Linked DNA regions of Mus musculus: regions 1 and 3 are each linked to region 2. Evidence: chromatin contacts called from public ChIA-PET and promoter capture Hi-C data. All regions are on one chromosome and are shown on one strand. Each heading gives the region's core, a stretch centred on a gene start, on an enhancer-like site or on the middle of the called end of the contact. The rest is flanking DNA. Distances are from core to core; before and after follow the strand shown.

Evidence for each region. Promoter capture Hi-C pulls out the DNA fragments that hold promoters and counts their contacts. ChIA-PET counts read pairs in DNA pulled down with a chosen protein or histone mark.
Region 1: an RNA polymerase II ChIA-PET map of memory CD8 T cells shows a contact between it and region 2, with 14 read pairs. The contact joins the enhancer-like site here to the promoter of Tctn3 in region 2. A contact is called at or near these places in 3 of 39 promoter capture datasets (the HPC-7 cell line, HPC-7-derived erythroid cells and second pharyngeal arch cranial neural crest), 3 of 115 datasets of contacts at active chromatin or transcription factors (the 230-238 cell line, embryonic hindbrain and memory CD8 T cells) and 4 of 9 other capture datasets (adipose tissue, liver, macrophages and 1 more).
Region 3: a contact with region 2 is called in a promoter capture Hi-C map of the HPC-7 cell line, with 4 times the contacts expected there. The contact joins the enhancer-like site here to the promoter of Tctn3 in region 2. A contact is called at or near these places in 7 of 39 promoter capture datasets (the C10 cell line, the HPC-7 cell line, HPC-7-derived erythroid cells and 4 more), 1 of 484 Hi-C or Micro-C datasets (pre-B cells), 2 of 115 datasets of contacts at active chromatin or transcription factors (bone marrow-derived macrophages and stem cell-derived neural progenitor cells) and 2 of 9 other capture datasets (adipose tissue and liver).

What each region holds. Positions count from the first base shown.
Region 1 is chr19:40,760,889-40,763,732 of GRCm38.p6, forward strand. All of the region lies in intron 6 of Cc2d2b (coiled-coil and C2 domain containing 2B), which reads left to right. Among named protein-coding and RNA genes, the nearest start is that of Cc2d2b, 13 kb to the left of the region's middle. Within about 2 kb of position 1,348, at least 39 of the 459 cell types and tissues checked have an H3K27ac peak or open chromatin away from gene starts, as enhancers often do. A contact at or near this core is called in memory CD8 T cells, where this site is marked.
Region 2 is chr19:40,610,902-40,613,601 of GRCm38.p6, forward strand. It overlaps Tctn3 (tectonic family member 3), which reads right to left and starts at 1,330. Exons shown (of 14, transcript NM_026260.3): 1 at 1,024-1,330; 2 at 750-873; 3 at 393-511. The coding sequence starts at 1,243. It also overlaps a transcript of Entpd1 not described here.
Region 3 is chr19:40,394,577-40,397,316 of GRCm38.p6, forward strand. All of the region lies in intron 4 of Sorbs1 (sorbin and SH3 domain containing 1), which reads right to left. Among named protein-coding and RNA genes, the nearest start is that of A930028N01Rik, 99 kb to the left of the region's middle. Within about 2 kb of position 1,400, at least 51 of the 459 cell types and tissues checked have an H3K27ac peak or open chromatin away from gene starts, as enhancers often do. A contact at or near this core is called in the HPC-7 cell line, adipose tissue and liver, where this site is marked.

The DNA of each region.
Region 1 (2,844 bases), core at 98-2,597, 150 kb after region 2:
CCATGCACGCGTGAGAGACCTGAGTTTGATTCCAGAACCCAGGTCAAAAAGCCAGATGTGGTGGCGTGCATGTGTAATACTGGTACCCCAGAGAGGCAGGACCCTGGTGATCTGGCCTCGTCTACTTGGCAAATTCCAGGCCAATTAGAGACTGTCTCAGACGGTCTCTCAGAAGAGGATGGAGGGCACCTAAGGACAGCGCCAAGCCTGTGCTTTGTCCTGACTCTCAGGAGCGCAATGCGACGCACGCACGCACGCGCACACACACACACCCACGCGCACACACACACACCCAAATCTGTGGGACAGTCTTTATTGTTTGTATTCTATAGATAAGGAAAGTAAGGCTGGGGAGTTGAGCATCCACAGAGCAGGGAAGTGTGGGTATCAGAACCCCCACCTGTGTTCGCTGTGTCTTGTTGTTGTTGTCCTTGTCTAAAAAAGTGTCTCCTCACACTGTGGTCTCCATATTACTCCTCACGTCTGTCTCTCCAGTTTTCGTTCCTGCACAGTCAGCTACCGACCCCTCTGTTCTCTCACATCTTCCTGTTCCTTCTCAAACTAGTGCACACTCCTCAACCAGTTGCTGCTGTGTGCTTGCCCCTCTTCCTCCACCCCCCGCTCCCAGTTCCCATTCTCACCCCTTCCTGATTCATCCATCTCGCTATCCTTACTGTCTGCCCTGTACCATGACTTTCTCCTTCACCTTTACGTTTTCTCAGGGCCCTGCCACCCGGAGCCTACTGCTTCCAACTCTCCCATCTCTCTGTGTATCGCCCAGCTCTCCGGGACCAGGTCCTCTCTGCCCTCTCCAGTTCTCTCCGTTCTATTTCTCCGTGGCTCTTTAACTGATTTTGTTGGCCTTGGGTTCACCCCCCCCCCGCCCCCTCCCCCCAGGATATAAATCGTCTACCGACAGCTGTTCATTATAAGGCACGGACTGTAATCTCGTCGTTTGAGAGATGAGGCCAGCCTGAGCTGCCTAGTGAGACCCTGTCTTGGAAAACAAAATCAGCAAAGCCCTCAGAACACCTATAAAACTTTACCTTTAAAAAACCTGAGCAAATACAACACCACCACCACCCAGAACCTTAATACAGAAACAAGAAGGGAAAAAATAAACACCGCATGAAATCTTCTGTCCTGGGAAAAATGACTGTTACCATTTCCCACAATGCTCTCTCTGCGCATGCGCCCACGCTTTCTAGAAACAGAACGCTCACTGGCAGAAAGAACTAGCAGTGCTGGTTCCATTTTCCTGGTTCTCCAGCCTGATCCTGTTGGTGCCAGGTTAGCTTCTGTGTCATTCTCATACCTCATGCCTAGTTCTGCACATGTCTGTAGGTTCCGCTTTAAGACTGCCTGCCATCAGACTCACGTTTCTGTACTTTCACGGTGCCGCCCTGGTGTAAGCCAACACAGACACAGACTCTCGCCTGCATCGTTGCCAGGCCTTCCCCCCAACCCTACCCCCATCCCCAAATTCACTGGGCACTCGGAGCAATCCTGTAAAAAGCAAAGACTTTTCTCTCGCTTAACCCCGTCTAAGGGTTTCCTGGTTCGCTTATGAGGAAAGCAAAGTCTTTTCAGCTTTTCCCGGGTCCTGCATGACCCGCCCACTTAGCTGTGCGCACTCTTTTGCGTGCGCTCTCTCATTTCTTCTGTTTTCCTCCTCTGCCACCTAACCCCACCCCCACCCCCCGCCCCGCCCCCTGCTCCTTACTTACAGGGCCCAGGGCTTTACAGTTATTTACCTGCCTTGAAAGCTCCTCTCATATCCATACTGCATCCCTCACTACCCTCGGGACTCTATGTGAATGACACATGATTAAAGATGCTGGGCCTAGAAGGTCCTAACTAAAATAATAGCCCCGACCCACCGAGTTCCGAGCTCTCTGTGCCTTTACCCTGCTTCATTCTTCCTCATAATTCTTAGTGTTGCCCAATATAGATATTTTGGTCTGTTTATTCTCCTCCTGGCATGTATTAGGTATTCAATATCTGAATATCAAAATACGTTTTTTTTTTCCATCCTTCCCAAGATCTTAAATACAAAGAAAGCCAGCTGACCTTCCAGAAATTCGAGATACCGGTTAAGGGGTAGGATTTTCTGAGAAAAGGGGACCTTCTTCCCTGTTCTTCCCACATAGCGGAGTGCAGGCACCAGATGCTATGCGGGGACACTTTTCCTTCTCACAGAGCAAGTATGAAAGAAGTGAAGCAAAGGGTGAGGCCCCAGACCGGGCTGGGCATGCTGGAGTGCAGGTTAGATGACCGCAACTTGGAGTTATCTGGGAAAGCTATCTTCCTGCCAGAAGGCCCTGGGAAGCTACTGCCCCTGTCCCACCAATATCTTTTACAAGAAGCTGAATTTGAGTGTGGCTCCTTCCTGCCGAGAGAAAGATGGTCCAACCTCATCCGTGAACCTAGGGCGAAGTCTGAGGATGCTCTCAGAAGGTTCTGGTGGTCTCTTTGTAGCGAGGGAGGGATGCTCCTTCGAGATAGGACAGCATCCCCCCCCCCTTGTTACTCAATGCTCATTGATGTCCACCTACATTTCAATCTCCTCAGCTTAGACTCCATCCCACAGCAGCCACCAGCACAAGGAATGCTCTGCTGCGAGCTGCTTACTGAAGACCAGGAAGGTGACGGTTTGGGGTAGCAGCTGGGTTGGACTAAATGAGAAAGAGTTGGGCAGACAGGTGCTTATTGGGTCAAGATCAGGGCTTAGCCCAAACTGAAAACAAAGATGAGTTGGTAAGGTTCACAAAGATGTCTGTAGGTCAAAACATCAGGAGTCAAATTGAGGACCCATTTTCTTCAGCCATCAGGAGGACTGAGAAC
Region 2 (2,700 bases), core at 80-2,579:
AGAAAAGAGGGCCACTTGAGTCAAGGGGGAAAGCAGATAAAAGTTAGGAAAAATTTAAGGCACAGCTTGAGGACAAAGGACATGAATTCGTCCAAAACAAAAGGGCAGAATAAAATCATGAGAGAAAAGTTTTCGGACAAAGAAAGAGAAAGAAGGACACAAAGAAAGAAATCAATGCAGATTGCCAGGCTAAAGGTGCTGAGCAGTAGTTTAAAGGTGGTAGAGTCTCATGAAATTACTAATGTTCTTATTAACTAAAAGTAAGAGGGTAGTGGTAAGAGGGGTGAGCGACAGGGAATCTAAAAGAAATAAGAGAGCTGGGAATCCCAAAGACAAAGTCACATCTCAATAAACATTCAATGATAAGAGCTGTCAAACTCGTTTCTACTCACAGTTGTTCACACGGACACAAAACTGTGTCGTTCCACTGGAGTCCGTGAAAACTCTGGAAGGGAACGGGGAGTTGCTCCTGAACATAAGAGAGTTGTCCACACATACCCAACTTGAAGATCTGTGAGGAAAGGTGAAGATACTTAAGAGAGAGACATGGAGTACATCTAGGGAAGGGGGCCTTACCCCACCAATGTCTGATGCCAATAAGAGGGGTCTCTGGGCAGAGGTGCAACACTCAGGTTTTGTTTTACTGGATGGCTCAGCATTCCCAGGAAAGCCCAAGGGGACATCCGACCGGGAGACAGCGGGTAGGAAACTCACTCTTACTCCTCCACCGGAGGAGCACCGCAGCTCACCTTACACTACCAGGAAGACAGAAGGAAAAGACTGTTCTGGGATGGAGAAGATCGCAGTCCTTGTCACAGCAGCAGTTTAAATCGCAGGTACCCGGAGTCAAGTCACAGACACAGATCGGTAAAGCTGTAAGTACAAGAAGAAAAGCGAGATGAAGCTCCCCCAAAGTTTTCCCGCGCGGACAGCCCCAGTGCCAGCTACGTGGCAGGGCAATTTTGTCTACACAATTTTAGATCTGAGAAGTCAGTATTTCCATCCCGTATCCCGCCGCATCACCTGGAAAGGGGTCGGTGGTCGCGTTCACGGGCATCGATAGAGTCCAGGGAGTCGGACTCTCAGACGAATCCGGAGGAGCTGAGGTTGGCACTTCGGGCGTCACTGGCTCCAGGCCCCAGGAGGTGGGGAAAGCCCGGGCTGTGGAGGAGGGCTGCGGTCGGGCGGTCTCAGAAAGCATCAGGACCACCAGCAGCAGCAGGTGCAGCTGCAGGGTGCACATAAGGCAGCCTGGCCGCAGAGCGGTGCGACAGGAGCCTGGGTCTCCAGATACGTCCCAGGAGCCCTGGGAAGAAGAGTCGCGTACTTCGTCATCAGCTTCCGTCTGCGCATTGGCTCAGGCGGGAGCCGGGTGCTCTTCAGCCAATGGAAGGCCGTGTTGTTACGACCCTGAGCGTCCTTCATGCTGCTCTCCTCCTTAGCGGCGCGTGGTTCCCGTTACCTGGCAACCGCTGGGAGCCTCGGGGGCGAAGGCGTCTTTGCCTGATCCCGCCGCTAGATGGCAGCTGGCAGAGGGTTGGCGCGCTTTACGGACCTGGAAGAATTGGATGAAGTCATCACTGAGAGGAAGACCAAGAGGCACAAACTGAGATCTTACCAAGGTAAGAGGCCCTTTCTCTGGAAACACCATGAACTCAAGGAGAAAAACATAGAAAGTCACATCCCTTACGTGTGCCGGGAAACTGAGTACCTGATCACAAAGTTTAGGCCAAACTGGCTACTGAGTGAGACTCTGATCCCTAAAACAAAGACAAATGAACAAAGTCCCAATGATGGCATGAGAGATGGCTCAGCTTCTAAGAATATTTGTTTTTGTTTTTGTTTTTTTCAAAGAACTGGGGTTCGCTTCCCAGAACCCACAAGGTGTCTCACAACCATCCGCTGCTCCAGTTCCAGGAGATCCATTGCCTGTGCCATCTTCTGGCCTCAGTGGGCGCCATCTGACACCCGCAGGTGCAAAGACTCAAGCAGGCAAAACACTCCTCTGCATAAAATCTAAAATAAAATTTAAAAATGTCTCCACTTTAATTACTATGGTATTTTTTAAAAAGCATAATAAAACAATGCTTATTTCAACTCCACGAGTTTCTTTATTCCCCGCTCCCTGTCGCCTAGTCACAGTTTCATGTAGCCCAGGCTGACCCTCAAACTCAAGATGTGGTCAAAGATGGCTGAATTTCTGAACCTCCTGGGTCTGGAATTTTAGTCATATAGGCCACCTTCATGCACTCCTGCCAAACACTCTATCAAGTTAAATTTTATTTTATTTTTTAAAAAGTGTTAGTTAGTGCATTATATCAATAAATGTGATCTGTATATTTGTTGCTGGAAAGGGTAGTAAGGGAAGAGGTTCAGGACAAGAAAACAGGATGGAGAAGAGTATGAGGACTTAGAGAAAGTTACAATTTAGAAACATTTTCTGAGGAGAAAGTAAAGATACAGAGATGGAAATAGCCAAGGAACCAAGAAGCAAGCTAGCTGATTGCTCTTTTACGGTTTTATCATTAAGTTCTGAAACACTCTCTAGTATGTGCTTGCTCTTCTCAGGAGTGGCGTGGCCCTTCTGCATGCCTAATAGCACAAACATTCTGTATTTGCACTAATCTGAGACACAGGCAGGCATGGCTATGGCACACATGATAGGCATGCAATGCCTGAGCTGTTAAATATTTAATTTTA
Region 3 (2,740 bases), core at 150-2,649, 220 kb before region 2:
GGGAAGGAGAACAGACCACGCTACTTCTCAGAGCACAGAGCCAAGTGTTTCTATGCAGCTAAGTCAAGTCAACTCCACACTTACTTCCTACATCCCCACACCTGCCAAACTGCTCAGAGTCCAGCTTCCTGATCTAAAATTACCACAATGAGGATGAGAGGGCGAGGCTGGAGCTTACAGCGTGTCTTTGGGTGGGACTCAACACCCTGCCCATGTCTGTTTGGGGGTGGGGTGGGGGGAAGTAATGAGAAAGCAAGTTTCCTTTCCCCCTGCTCTTTATTCCTGCCCCCAACACCCCCTCTTCCATGGGGAGGAAACCACAAAACTCACAGCACATCCCAGACCACATGGCAACCCCAGGGAGCGCCTAGCCCCATCAAGAGAGTAAGTGACTGGTGTTATAAAACTATTAGGAAAGCCAAACCTTGGTCATAGGAACATCAGGCAAACTGGCAAATCTACAGCCCAGCTGTACGATCCTGGACGCATAGCCAGATCTGTCCAACTTCTGAGCTCCACCCATCCCACTCTGACTACACAGAACTTTGAATCAGAAATGTACACCCCCCCCCCCACCTCTTGGAGAGGAGAGGCAGGAAGGAACTGCAGGCGAAGCCAGAGAGGGGCTGGAGTGCTCTGGGAAATGGCCCTGAGTATCACACGGGGAGTCACCATCCAACATCTACAGGAGCTGCTTCACATTCAGCCTGACTCAGAGGTTTGAGGCCAGGCTAACTCTCCCGGAAACACAGTTTTCACAGAAGTATTGGGAGTTGCAAACTTCTCAGGAGAGAGCCCCACTACAAAGAAGGTTCAGCCTCTACAGTAAGCCTTCTAAAGCAAGGAAGACAAGGCTGCAGCCTCAGGCTCTTCCCTTACTCCTCCCTGGCTTACACACTTGCAGACAGACCACACACACGCACACGCACACGCACACTCGCGCGCGCGCGCACACACGCACACACAGAGGAAACAACTTAGGGAGAGGAAATGCCTTCTACACATGCGAGGATTAGGGCTCACAGTATGGTGTTAGGAGCAAAGAAGGAAAGAAACCATGCATGATCGGACAATTAAAAGAAACAGCCCCAAAGAGAGATACCTGGAGGGAGTACTAGGCCTGAAGGGCTTTTCACTGTCTTCACGGGAATTATTTTAACAGCAGATATAGAGCGAGCACGGAAAGGGTCGGCTGTTGGAAACACAAGAGGGTAAACGGTGCATCCAGAAACAACATTTGGGAGCCGCTCAGGCAAGTCGAGGAACTGTGTGGGGACAATAGGAGGAAACTGCCTACGCCACAAGAACAATGAAGAGAGCCGTGGATGCAGTCCTTAAAAATAGCCTGCTTTCTCTCTCTGGGGTTCTGGGCCAAGATGGCTGAAGCTTTCTGAGGCCATCACTCAGATGGAGTTGATCCATGGGTATTGGCAGCCCCTGGCACAGGGAGCTTGCCAGGGCTGGACAGAGATGTACAGAGACACAGATGGCCTGGCAAGTAGAGGAAGGGGGATACAATCAGAGTACGAGGTGTCCCTTAGGAACAGTGGGTCATCTGCTGTACAACCGGGAATTTGAGGACGGGGCCATGGCTGTAGGTTGAGTGCAGCTAAAAGGGGGAATGCCCTTGTAGACTGCCTGGTCCTTCAGGCCTCAAAGCTGCTTCTTTCAAAGCATACCTTTTAGGGTCCTGTACCTGCTCTGACCCCCATCTGCTGGGAAACAGATGGTGCTGCTTAATCCCACTCTTTGCTAGAAAAGAGGTGCCAAGTGGATGAGGAAGGCTCTGGACAGCACCCCAGTACACAGCGCTGGATGCCGAGACCCCATTTCTTGCCTGCCTAGACCACCCATCTCAATGACAGGCACATCACCAAACCTCCCTTGCAGATGCAGCATGGTGCCAGAGTAACCCCAATGGACTGTGCCCAGGGGTCTCAGAGTCACAGAAAACAGAATGACACGGGGTAGGTCTGCTTGGAAATAAGAGACTATTGACTCAGCACCACGTGACTGGGATTGCCAAGTGGGCAGGAAGGAATGGAAGGAAAGTGGACAGCGCCCATTCTGTCCATCCTGCTGCTGCTTCGGAAGGCACACAGCACGCACACAGTCTATGTTTACAATAACTGAGACAGGAGCGACAATTCTGCATAGATCTAGATTGAATGAACTTCTCACAGGAATCCTGTTCACTGTACCTTACAATCACTTGGGAGACTGCGCTGGGGTGGGAAGCAGATTTGGGGTGCTGTTTTCAGCCAATCACTCAGTCACTTGTTCTACCTTTGTTCTCAAGTGCAGAGGCTGAGGCAGGAGCCCAGTTATCCTGGCTCGGTGTCCATTGCAGGCCATTCTGATGACCTTTAGGTTACACCTGTCTCCTTGTTTCCTACCAAACGTGAGTCTAGCTAAGGCAGAGGGAAGCCATCACTACTGCTGTGATGTATCTCACACACACATCCTCCCCCCCCCAACATCACACACAAACTCTTTTAATAAAAGTTTCTTCTATATACAGATTTAAAGAGTGAAACTGGTGATCCCAGGATTTCAGAAGCCCCTCCCATGCTCCCAGTTTAAATATTCCCTTGCAGCCCTCCCACAGCACGCCCCCCCTCAATATTCCCTACGTGCAAGACAGCCAAGACAGCCCCAAGACCCTAAGAGTATAGCTCACAAGAACTGAATGGAGGAGGGCAGCAAGCTAGGGAGGTGAGGGATAAAAATGGCATAGATG